Linked DNA regions of Mus musculus: region 2 is linked to region 1. The links are chromatin contacts, called in public HiChIP or PLAC-seq maps. All regions are on one chromosome and are shown on one strand. Each heading gives the region's core, a stretch centred on a gene start, on an enhancer-like site or on the middle of the called end of the contact. The rest is flanking DNA. Distances are from core to core; before and after follow the strand shown. Region 1 has its middle 3.9 kb from the start of Gm22490. Region 2 overlaps Gsap (gamma-secretase activating protein).

Region 1 (6,051 bases), core at 2,273-4,772:
TAGATGATAGATATTGCAGATAATAACAGTAGATACTGATACAATCAGACAATGCAAGTGTTGACATAATTGCATCAAACCTGATATCGTGATAAGTTTGAAGTTAATATTTTTTAAAAAAAAACAAAACAAAAACAACCTGTTTGATGCCAGCCTGGACTACAGAGTGTGTCTCTATCCCAAGAAAAAACAAAATGAAACATAATCAGGTTTTGTAGAAAGTAATTGATCTCTTGATGCAACTGTCTTTCTTATAAGTAGGATTTATTTAGAAAGAGCTGATCAATCCAAGTCAGGCTCACGTGTGTCACTGGCACTGTATGAATATTAATTTATCATAATTGAGTCCATGTTCTTATGTATGTCCTTGAGAGTGAGTGTGATGAATTCTCTCCTTAGTGAGTAGCTCCTCCAGCCAGGGTCTCAAATAGATCTGCGTTTAAAAGTCTACATTATTAATGTAAGCCGAACTTAGGATTAACTAAAGAGCAATAGTAACAATGAATAGCTTTAAAACCTACACAGGCAAGTTTGGACCCAGCAAATAAAAGTAAAATCTTTGAAAAAGAAAGTTGCAATTTAGTAAATTGTTTAAAGTATTTTAAATATCAAATCAGCTAAATTTCTCTGGAACCTGGAAACAATATTGCACCCGTGTATGTTGTAAAAGTACCTGTATGTGTGAGGTATGTGCACCTGTGTGCTCGGAGTCCAGACGGAGATATCGGGTGTCCTGCTCTGCAGCCCTCCCCTGACTCCTCTGAGAAAAGGTTTCTCGGTGAACCTGGAGCTGGGATGTTGGCCAGCAGGACTCAAGAATAATTTTATCTCCATCCCCCCACCCCCAACCAAATAACTCTCCTATCCATCCGTGGGTTACAGTTGCAGCCAATTCCGGCTTTTTATGTGGGTTCTGGGATCCAAACTCAGGTCGTCAGGCTTCTGCAGCAAGTGCTGTTACTCACTGAACTATCTCTGCATCTCCACAATTAAATATTACATTCTGGTATTTGATATTTCAAGAGATAAGGGGCAGGCTGGGGAGATGGTTTAGTGGATAAAATGCTCGGTACATAAGCATGAGGACCAGAGTTCAAATCCCCAGTTCCCAGAGAAAGGCCAAGTAGGCAAAGCAGCCTGCCTGTGATCCTGGCACTTTGGAGACAGAGAAAAGTGATCCCTTTAAGTAAGATGGATAGCTAGACAAGCCAAGCCTGGGAGCTCTGGGTTCAGTGAGAGCCCTTGTCTCTGTAAGACGGAGCATAATGGACCGAGACACCACATACACGCACAGAAAGAGCATGCATGCATACATGCAGGGACGTACACAGATAAGAGGAAGTCTTGAAGATTTTACTTTCCTACCCTTTATTTTCAATGTGAAATTCCATATATGTAATAATCAAAATATAGTGTAATATCTCTTTGCCCCTCTTCCCCCTCCCTGTCCATATCCATCTATTTTTTTTATTTCTCAAACATAGTGACTATCATAAGTATTATACAGCATGGGAGCATGAGTCCTGCGTGAGAACAACCATAAATGTCAGTGCTCATCATTTACTGATTTTTCACCTTTTGACAAATCACTTTCAGATGACTTTTGCAAAAGGCTCAGCTTTTGCATTTTTTTCCTTTTCAGGGTTATATATATATATGTGTGTGTGTATGTATATATATATATATATGTATATATATAAATGAAAAGAAAGATGCAAAGCAATCAAAGAGGAAGGCATACACACAATACACACACACACATATATATACACATATATATACATATGAAATATATATCATATATACATTTATATACATTTATATATTTGCTTATTTTGTGTGAGTGTTTTGCTGTGGAGGGCAGAGGGCGGTGGATCCCTTGGACCTGGAGTTACAGATGGTCATGTGACCATATGTGTGGCTGGGGATCCAGCCTCAGAAGTCTGGAAGAGCAGACAGTGCTCCTAAACTGCGGAACCATTTTGTCACCTCTCTCCAGTACTGAAGCTTTGCTTTGTTTTTGATTGACAAAGTTGTATATATGAACACTGCATGGTGATCAAGTCTGGACAATTAGCATGTCCTTTACCTGAAAACTTTATCTTTTCTGCCAAAAATTTTTGATGATAAAATTCAAAATGTTATCTTCTGGCTTTCTTGAAATGAACAATACATTATTGTTAGCTGTAGCTATCCTTCTGTGTATCCAGAACGTATTCTTCTTATCCTACTGTAGCTTTGAACCTGTGAAACCATTTCTCATCCTACTTCACTGCACTCCCTCACTTCTGAGAACCACTCTCTTGCTTTCCACTCCGTGAGACTCACGCTTTCAATCCTGTCTACATGAAAGCATGTGGGACTTGGTTTTTCTGGGCTGGTTTACTTTTCTTAATGCAATTTCTTTCAGATGCATCATTTCCCAGTAGATTTCAGGATTTTACTTTATTTCAAATGGCTGATTGGTCTTCTATTGTGCATTTACACGTTCTCTTTACCTGCTCCAACGGGAAGCACCGAGTTGTTTATTGTGAATGGTGTAGTAAGCACCAGAGTGGGGATGTCTCTTTGAGATACTGATTTCATTCCCTGTGGGTGAATACCTAGAAGCCAGATTGCTGTATGCTTCCGCTAATGGTGAGAAAGAATCCTCCTTCTCCACCCTTCTCAGCCACACTTGTTGTTCTTTGTTAGTAACTAGTAATCGCCTGTCTGACTGACAGTCAGGTGATGCTCGCTGTTTCCCTGACCGTTAGTGGTGCTCACGCTTGCACTTACTTGCCTTGCTACTCGGGTGCCTTCTCTTGAGAAGTGTCTGCTTTGGTGTAATGTCCACCTTTATTGCTGTTGCATCAGATGGAGAGTGTACTTTTTCTCTTTATGTTAATTATTTTCTTTGCTGCACAAAAGTCTTTAGTTTGATGTAATCCTATTTGCCATTTTTTTTGCTCTGTTGTCCATGCCTTTGAAGTCTTACTTAAAAATATAAGCCAGGGAGATGGGTCATTGAGCAAACATGCTTGCAGTCAAGCCTGCTGACCTTAGCTTGGTACCTGTGTCCTTTGTGGTGGGAGGAGAAAACCAATTTGTCCTCTGGCCTTCACATATTCACATAATTCTCTGTGGTATTCGAACACACACTCACACAGTCTTCTATTTAAATGTGCCTTAAACAGCTCAATGACTGGGCCACTCTGAAACCTCCATGTAGCTAACATTTGCTCTCCGGTAACACTTCTCAGACCTGGACCTTACTCCTTTGACAGAATTGTGGTTCTAAGTCCTACTTCCTCTATTGGTCCCCTTGCCTGAGAGTCCTAAACTCCCTCCTCTGTTTCCAGCCCAGCTGGCAACTTTAGTTACCAATCAGAACCAACTGGGGGCAGGCACACACCACACACACACACACACACACACACACACACACACACATTATACATACACACCAACACCACATACATATTATACATTTTACACATACCTCACACACTCACATACACAGATACTACACATTACACACACTACACACACACACACACACAAACAATATAACACAGACATATAACCCTACACACCACACACACACACACACACACACACACACACTTTCTTCACTTTCTCTTTCTCTCTTAATGTAGAAAGTCTCTTGTACAGTTAATGTCCTGAAGCACTTCCTCTGTTTTATTCAGCCGGTTTCAGGGTTTAGTCTCATATTTAAACCTTTAATCCATTTTAAGTAGACTTTTATGTGTGATGAAAGACGTGGTGGTGATTTAATTCTCTTGCGCACAGATCCTATTTTTCTAGCAGCAGTTACAGAAGAAATGGCCCTTTCTTGTATGTATGTTCTTGGTGTTTTTTTAATGTGTGGGTTTATATCTGAGTTCTCTATTGTGTTTTTTGATTTTTATATGAGTTTATATCCCAGTATCACTCGTGGTTCTAAAGTCAGTGGTGTGGTAGGTCCACATTGACTCGTCTACTTGATGGTGTTGGCTACTGGAGGTTGTCTGCGCTTCACATACATGACACTTGGAAGAGCGTTTTCCTGCTCCCATGGAGAGTGTTGGCATGTGGCATGTTATGGGCCTTGCACGGTTTGTGGGCATCACTGTGGGCACTGTGTATATTTTAACATTATTGATTTCTGTGCTCCATAAACATGGAGTGCTCCCTACTGACCATATTCGTCTCAATCCATCCTCAATGTTTAACCATTTGCATTATAAGGAGTTTTCTGTCTTGGTTAAAATTACTCTTAGAAAGACTATTTTTCTACTGTTTATTTTGTAGCTATCACAATAGGGTTATTTTCTTGTCAGATAGTTTACTATGAATATACAGGAACACTGCAGATTTCTGTATGCTGTGTGTGTGTGTGTTTTTGAATGTTCAAACCTTTAATGTTTCATTAAGTTGATTGAAATGAATTCCTATAGATGGAGGATCGTCATTCCAATGTGTTCTGAGATGTGACGTCTATATCTTTTTTTTTTACTGGATATTTTCTTTATTTACATTTCAAATGTTATTCCCTTCCCCAGTTTCCATCCCTCCTGGAAACACCCTATCACATCCTCCCTCCTCCTGCTTCTATGAGGGTGTTCCTCCACCCACCCACCCACCCACCCATTCCCACCTCCCCGCCTTCGATTCCCCTACACTGGGGCATCTAACGAGCCTTCATAGGACCAAGGACCTCTCTTCCCACTGATGCATGACAAGGCCATCCTTTACTACATATGCAGCTGGAGCCATGTGTACTCCTTTGTTGGTGGCTTAGTCCCTGGGAGTTACAGGGGGTCTGGTTGGTTGATATTGTTGTTTTTCCTATGGGGTTACAAACCCCTTCAACTCCTTCGGTCCTTTCTCTAACTCCTCTATTGGGGACCCTGTGCTTAGTCTAATGGTTGGCTTCGAACATCCACCTCTGTATTTGTAAGGCTCTGGCAGGGCCTCTCAGGAGACAGCCATATCAGGCTCCTTTCTGCATGTACTTCTTGGCATCCACAATAGTGTTTGAGTTTGGTAACTGTATATGGGATGAATCCCCAGGTGGTTTTTTTTTTAATCATGTAATTTTACTGAATTTATAGGTTATGAGTTTTTTTGGCAGAGGCTTTTTAAAATTTTTATATGTATGATCATATCATCTGCAAATATAAAAAGAAAAGCTATTTTTAGTACAATATAAAAATAGTACTAATGTATGCTGTTATCATTTCTATTTTTCCTCCTTTGTATACATGGTTTTTAATATATAATTACAGATTTTACATAAAGATAACAAATTTCCTTAATAAAATTAGTAAGAAATGTGTTAATTTGTTTTTCATATTTCCTGATTAAGAAATAGTCACAGGGCTCAATGCCATGTGTAACAAAGTTAGAGCAATAGTTCCTACAGTGTGGAGGCTGAAGGGCTTTTGCAAGTCCTTGGGTGGTCTAGCTGGATTTCCAAGGAGTTATAACAATCTTCTCTGTCATGGGATGCCTTGCCCAGGTTGTGCAACGTAGCCATTAAAACCAAGCAAACCTGTTGCCCAACCACTTCAGGTCTGTTTCCTCTTTATCCAAATCAAGTAATTTCCATGCAAACAGGGTTTAATAGATTTTAAAGAAATTACCTAATGGGAAGAATTGTAAAAAATTTCTGTAGACTTGCTGATTATAAAGGAAAAAAAAAAACTCCTTTGAACATATACTATGAGCTTTGGGGCTTAGAAGTCTTTATTATCTTGATAAAATCCAGGTTTAACCAACAGCTGGTGACATCAGGTGCAATTGTTCTTAAGAGATGGCAGTCTCTCTGCTGCCCACAGACTCCTGTACTAGGCACCCTGGAACTGCGACGCGGCTGGTAGGCGTGGCACACGTCACTGCAGGATACTGGAGGGGTGCTTCAGCTCCCCACCAGCTTAAGACTGGGTTGGCTTCTCCAGTGGGAGCCGGTGACTTTCTGCTCCAGTGGGAGCCGGTGACTTTCTGCTCCAGTAGGAGCCGGTGACTTTCTGCTCCAGTAGGAGCCGGTGACTTTGCTGCTGTTTGTCT
Region 2 (6,051 bases), core at 2,206-4,705, 140 kb after region 1:
GATACATATTCACATGTGTCTTCATGGGTGTACATACATGTGTGTGCATGTACATCTATGTGTATGTACGTAGAAGGCCAAAAGTAACATTGGGTGTCTTCTTCAGGCAATATCCACATTAGTTTTTGAGACAGGGTTTCTTTAAACCTGGAGTTTGCTTTTCTGCTAGGCTGGCCAGTCCTCTTGCCTCTGCCCAGCATTGGGGTTATAGACATGTGCTGCACCCCCATTTTAATGTGAGTTCTAGGGATCATGCTTGCATGGAAGTCACCTCACCCACTGAGTCTTCTCCTTGGCCTCTAAACATTTTATTTCTAAGGAGATCAATAATGTAGAGAACAGTGTAGACTTGCCTTTACCCACTTTCTGTGGCTGTTTCTTCTACATCTAGTCATTTAGTGTTTCATTTACTGTTTTAGTCTTGCCATGTCATAGAAACGTAATTTTGAATCTTGCCACAATATGCAACTTTTACTGATGCAATCTGCGTTGAACTTGTTTGTAGACATTTTGATTAAACTGCCTATGTAAAAATAAGTACAACTGGCACAGTAGATTTAGAATAAAACATCCCGTTGAGAGTGAGCTATGGCTGGGCATGTCTCCCCTCAGTCATCAAGTAAAAGGTAAGGACGTCTTTCTTCTAGCAGTTGAATGGAGGGGTAGAACTTGTGTGAGAAGCTGCTGATACGATGGGTTACTTCTGTCAGCTGAGAGAGAAGCACAGAGGCACTCCTCATGTAAGTGGTAAAATGGTGTTCATTTATAGGCTGCCCTGGAATTTAACTGCAGGCTGCTGTCTGTAAGTCCAGTGGATTTGTTGTGCATTGCTCCTATGTCCAGTAGAACTCTTGATGGGTACTTTGTATAACACCACCCATTCTTGAAAAAAAATGCATATTGGGTTGAGGAAGGTTCTTCTGGAGACTACCCAAAGGGTTCTGTTAAAAGAATATCTGCAAATAACCTTATTTACAGTACTATCATACTCAGCCAGGACTATAGTGGTTTCTTAAGCTAGAAGTAGGTATATTTTCAGGCCACTCCAAAATAAATGTAGAATTTTAAGACTTCATTCATTATATATCACATATTTATGCATATATATTATACATTGCATATTTTTGTATTATTTTGGTGGGACATAGTACAGATTTAAAAGCCAACAGAGTGGCCTTTCTTTTTAAAGATTATCCAGTGGATTTCGGAGCATGTCTCTGCTTGCCATTCATTTGACCTCATTCAAGAATTTCTAATTGGTAAGTGTTGCTGATGCTGCACTGTAAGCTGTATGTTCAACCCTTCGCTTGAGGGAAATCAGTAAGTTGATAATGAGTGCTTCTGTCAAAATGCTGATTAGGAGGTTTTGTTTTTTTTTTTGTTTTTTGTTTTTTTTTAACTTCATTGCAATCAGTGGCTAATGAAATTTCATTCTCTTGTGGATTTTGCAAAAAGTTGTGGTTTCCAGAGACCAATGAGATAAAGATCAGATTTTGATTCTATAACCTTATTAACAAAAATTTCAGTAAAATGCATCTTTCTTAGCCTGGTTTTATATTGGTTGGCTATGTATGACTGGCATCATGTCATCTGTGTGGAAACAGAACCAAATGATTGAAAAATGCTATTCTCATTGTAAAAGGAGCACCTGAACATTTTAAGCTGTAGATAAAATCATAATGGTTAACCCCCAGAGACATGAATGAGGTGGTGAGAACTCACGGTTTGCTGGATTTGGTTAAATCACTATGCCGACTTCTCTGTTTCTAATGTCTCAGCTTCCTCCTATTGGAGTGTGTATGCAGAGCTGGACGACATGGGCATGCTCCTACAATACTCCTCTGTGCTGACTTGGAACACAGTAAGTGACAAAATCTCGGTGCTCACCACTGTGGGAAGGGGGAGATCATTCCTGTTACGGTGACCAGCTTTATAATTTCACTTCTGTTTTGACTGACAAGCAGCTGAAGTGAAATTTCTTGTCAGATGGGTATAAACAACCAGAAAACTCAAAATCTAACTGCTGTAAAATCTGGAGCATTTTAAAGGTTAATATGGTGCCACATATGAAAAATTTATCCTATGTGGTAAAATCCTATATACATACATGCATATATTCTGAAATGCATATGCAAAAGGAGTATTATTGTGTTAGTAAAAGTTGGATGCTTTGGGAACACTCAAAGGCATATTTCTAAAGTGTGTGTGTGTGTTTTGAAAGACATTTCATGTTTAGATTTCTCTTTTCTCACTAAAAGACCTCATGTATATGAAGGATTTCAAAATCTAAAATTTTTTAAAAGCCAAATCTGATTCACTTGTGCCACTAAGCCCCTTGGCCAAGGATGCTCTGTCCGCAGTAACTCTCTTCCATTGGCTGGAAGTATTTACATAAAGCAATAGGCTTGATGTGGCAGACACAGGGTGGCTGTCACTCTTCTGGCAGGCAGAACAGAACCTCAGTGATCATATTTTATAAAAGGACACTTTTACTCCTTCATTCACCAGTTTCAAGTATTTAATAGGTTTTATGAATGAGTAATAGCTAGACCACTGTGGTAATACTTGGTACAGTTTGACTTTTGGGACCCCTTTTCTTGTTTTTTATAAAGATTTATAAAGAAAATTAGGCAACTCAAAAGCTTCAGGGCGAAGCAAAGTGATGCTTCCTGTTGGTCTAGACGCCTTTACGGTAGGCGGTGATGCACTAGAGTGCTGTTCTGTGAGAGGCGGCCTGCAGCACCTGCCTCTTCCCCTTTCAGGTAGATGGTGGAGTAGTGTGCTTGGTCATGAAGCAGGAGGTATATTAAGAAGGTATTCAGAGCATTACATTTAATTTAGGCAACAGACATTGGGAAATACATACTAAATTGTGACACTTTTCACTTTGTATTTTGCTTAAGAGGCATATAAAGAGCATGCTTGTAATTCGGCACTCAGGAGATGCAGGCAGGAAGATCTTCAGGTGGAGGTTAGCCTGGACTACATAGTAGTGAGACCCTGTCTAAAGAAAAAAAAAAAGAGAGAAATATTCAAATGCATTTGATATACTTAAATTTTTTTGTTTTCTTTTTGTTTTAAGACATGGGCTCATATATGCCTGGCCTGCATCAATTGCCTGTGTAGCTGAGGACAATCTTAAATCCCTGATCCATCTGCCCCTCATTCCCAAGTGCTGGGATTGCAAGCGTGTACCGCCGTACACAGTTGTTTGACTAATTTCTAAATTTTTGATACTTATAATAGTAGTGATTTCCCGAAGGCCTTCTCTGCTTGTTTTTTTTGGATTATAGTTAATAGATTTCTTTGCTACGGTGTAAAATTGCAAGGGTAAGACCGGGTTTCTCCTTTTTCTAGGCACCCACTTTGTCTTTCTTTTAGACAACTTAGGACTGTGTGGGCAGAGTGTGGTTCTGTGGCAGGAAGCCAGCAAGTTACACCATCGGGTCAGGAAATACACACCTCAGGGCCCTCTGGGTGTTACCCACTGCTCTTCTGTCCTGTGACTGAGGTGTGGAGAGGCAGAGTTGGGAGCAGTGGTCCCTGGGCAGTGTTCTTACCCGGCTGCTGTGTGAGCCACCATGCCAATGGGCAGAGAATCATTTGTTTATTCCTCAAGACTCTCTGGGGCCCAGGAGACTTTGTGGATATACACATAACGCACCAGGAAGTCCCACAAGAAAATGTAGAGAAACCCACAGTTATAACCTCCACATAGTAGACTTATCTTGGGGTTTACCAAGTGGCTTTAAACCTTTTTGTGGTTGGAATAAGTTCCCTTAAAAGGCTCTGTGCGTTTATATTCGTCTTTAGCAATGATGCAAGTATTACCCTTCTCTAGTCACAATCATCCCTAACACTTGCTACAACAGGAAGCAGCAAGTTCTCACATCCAGATGAAAAGATTGACTTGGATTTTTTTTTTTCTTAAATTTGAGACAAAGAATTTACTATTTAGCTCAGGCTAGCCTAGAAGCCTCTCATTTGGACCACAGATGGCTAGCGCCACACTTACCAGCAACTGAATTTTTAAAATAAAGACTATTGTAAAAAACTAAAACAACAACAAAAACAAATAAACACCAAAAAACCCATACACTGAATTTAATTGAACCCAAAGTCTATACATTTCAATGGCCTTCCATACTGTTAAATAAAATACTAGATAGTATTCTTGCTTGTAGCTAATTCTAAATTGTGCATTATAATTTTAGTTATTTTAAATGTTACTATTGTACATTTGAAAATGCTATTTAGAACTTGCATAAGTTACTTTTTTGTTGTTGTTGTAAAAAAAAAAAACCAAAAACCCACAAGAATTGGTTTAAGAGAGAAGGGGAATTTTCCCACTGTTCTCCCATCCAATCCTTTGAGGCAGAGAAAGCATGGTGGCGACATCTGGCTATACTGCACCCCAGCCAGAAGTTAGGGAGCGATCAGTGCTTCGGCCCCACTGGATTCCATGTCTGTTCAATCAGTACCCACAAGAAAGGGTGATGACTGCATGTAGCGCTGGTCTTCCCACCTCAATCCACCCAGTTAGTTTATGCCTCATAGACCTGTCAGAGGTGAGAATCAATATTAACCACCTTGGGTGGTTGCACATACCTTTAATCTCAATACTGGAGAGGCAGAGCAGGTGGATCTCTGAGTTAGAGGTTAGCCCGGTCTACAGAGTGAATTCCAGGACACAGCCAGGGCTACACAGAGAAACCCTTTCAAAAAAAGAAAAGAAAAAAAAACTAACGACCAAGAAAGAAAACAAAAAAGAAAAACCTAAAACAAAACAAAACTCCAAATCCCCCCAAAACAAAAAACCAAAAGAACCAGACAAACAAACTAGCAAAACAAAAAACAAACAAAAAACCAACCAAACAAACAAACAAACAAACAAAAAAAAACCCCACAAAAAAACAAAACAAAACCAGAACATTTACTTTTCCAAAGCAAGAGACACACTCTTCTATTATTTTTGTACTAGGAAGTTATTTAAAGTAGAGGTCATCACACAGGAAGTGCTGTAACCCCCGAATTACTGATACTAGAGAGACTTCAGTGTTGTACAGTCTGCCTCTGCATTCCCTGCCAGAGGCTCCCATCCTCCCTTGCCCCCAGCGGCAAGCACTACATGCAGAGAGCTGGTTTCTGTGCTGCATCCTCTTGCGACAGCCCCTCCTCCTCCCCAGAAGGTCACTGCCTCTGTGTCTCCAAAAAGCCAACACCCAACACTCCTGATAACTCTCCAGGTGCCTGTCCTTGAGACCTTAGAGAAATAACAAGCTCAAGGGAGACCATGGAAAAAGTAGAAGGTAAATTGAGACAGTTACGACTGGCCATGAAATTAGTCCTTGAACAGACACCCATTAACCAACGCCCCCTTCAGTACTTTTCCACCCTCTACTCCCCTTTCCTGTGAATATTCACACTATTCCTATACTGTATATAAACCCAATGTTTTCTGGACTCAGGGTCTCTTGCCAGCATTCATGCAGTGAGTGCTAGGTGGGCGAAATGAGTTCGAACTTGAAAATAAAAGACTCTTTTGCGACTTCACAATTCTTGGGCTCGTCTGGGTTTCCTGTGAACTTAGGGCACAACAGAAGCTGGCTGTCCCCTGTCTATGCAGAAGATGTTCCCTGAAGGCCTGTGCATGGGCGTGATGCATTGCATTTATGTTTCCCTGTCCTAGGAAATTCCCGGAATAAAGTTTACGACAGAGGAACTCCCATTGCCTCTTATGAAGGTGAGTCCCGCTCCAAGAGGGTGAAGCAGTCATGTCGAGAAGACCTCTGCTGCCCCAGATATTACTGTGGTTTCAAAAGGTATTGCAGCCTGGCAGAGAAAGATGGAGCCTTGGGGGAGATCAGCTTGCCTGAGAGTCCTTCTGAAGAGCCTGCGTAATCAATTGCTAATGTGATGTTATATAACACCTTAGGACTGTTTGAGAAGGGAGGTTTTTGAAGATAGAGAATTACCCTGGATCATCCACCAATACTTGTCATAAAGCCTCTTACTGAAGGAGCTCTTGGAACGTCTTTAGTGAGGCTGGAA

What was found. HiChIP or PLAC-seq counts read pairs in DNA pulled down with a chosen protein or histone mark.
Region 2: an H3K27ac HiChIP or PLAC-seq map of acute myeloid leukemia shows a contact between it and region 1, with 2.0 times the contacts expected there. The contact joins two enhancer-like sites. A contact is called at or near these places in 4 of 39 promoter capture datasets (the 3T3-L1 cell line, 3T3-L1-derived adipocytes, the C10 cell line and 1 more), 2 of 484 Hi-C or Micro-C datasets (the Ba/F3 cell line and the N1E-115 cell line), 2 of 115 datasets of contacts at active chromatin or transcription factors (CD8 T cells and acute myeloid leukemia) and 1 of 9 other capture datasets (liver).

The regions. Positions count from the first base shown.
Region 1 is chr5:21,110,274-21,116,324 of GRCm38.p6, forward strand. No RefSeq gene overlaps it. Among named protein-coding and RNA genes, the nearest start is that of Gm22490, 3.9 kb to the right of the region's middle. Within about 2 kb of position 3,523, at least 9 of the 459 cell types and tissues checked have an H3K27ac peak or open chromatin away from gene starts, as enhancers often do. A contact at or near this core is called in acute myeloid leukemia, where this site is marked.
Region 2 is chr5:21,252,181-21,258,231 of GRCm38.p6, forward strand. It overlaps Gsap (gamma-secretase activating protein), which reads left to right. Exons shown (of 31, transcript NM_175437.3): 17 at 1,190-1,259; 18 at 1,779-1,861; 19 at 5,690-5,743. Among named protein-coding and RNA genes, the nearest start is that of Gsap, 69 kb to the left of the region's middle. Within about 2 kb of position 3,456, at least 94 of the 459 cell types and tissues checked have an H3K27ac peak or open chromatin away from gene starts, as enhancers often do. A contact at or near this core is called in acute myeloid leukemia, where this site is marked.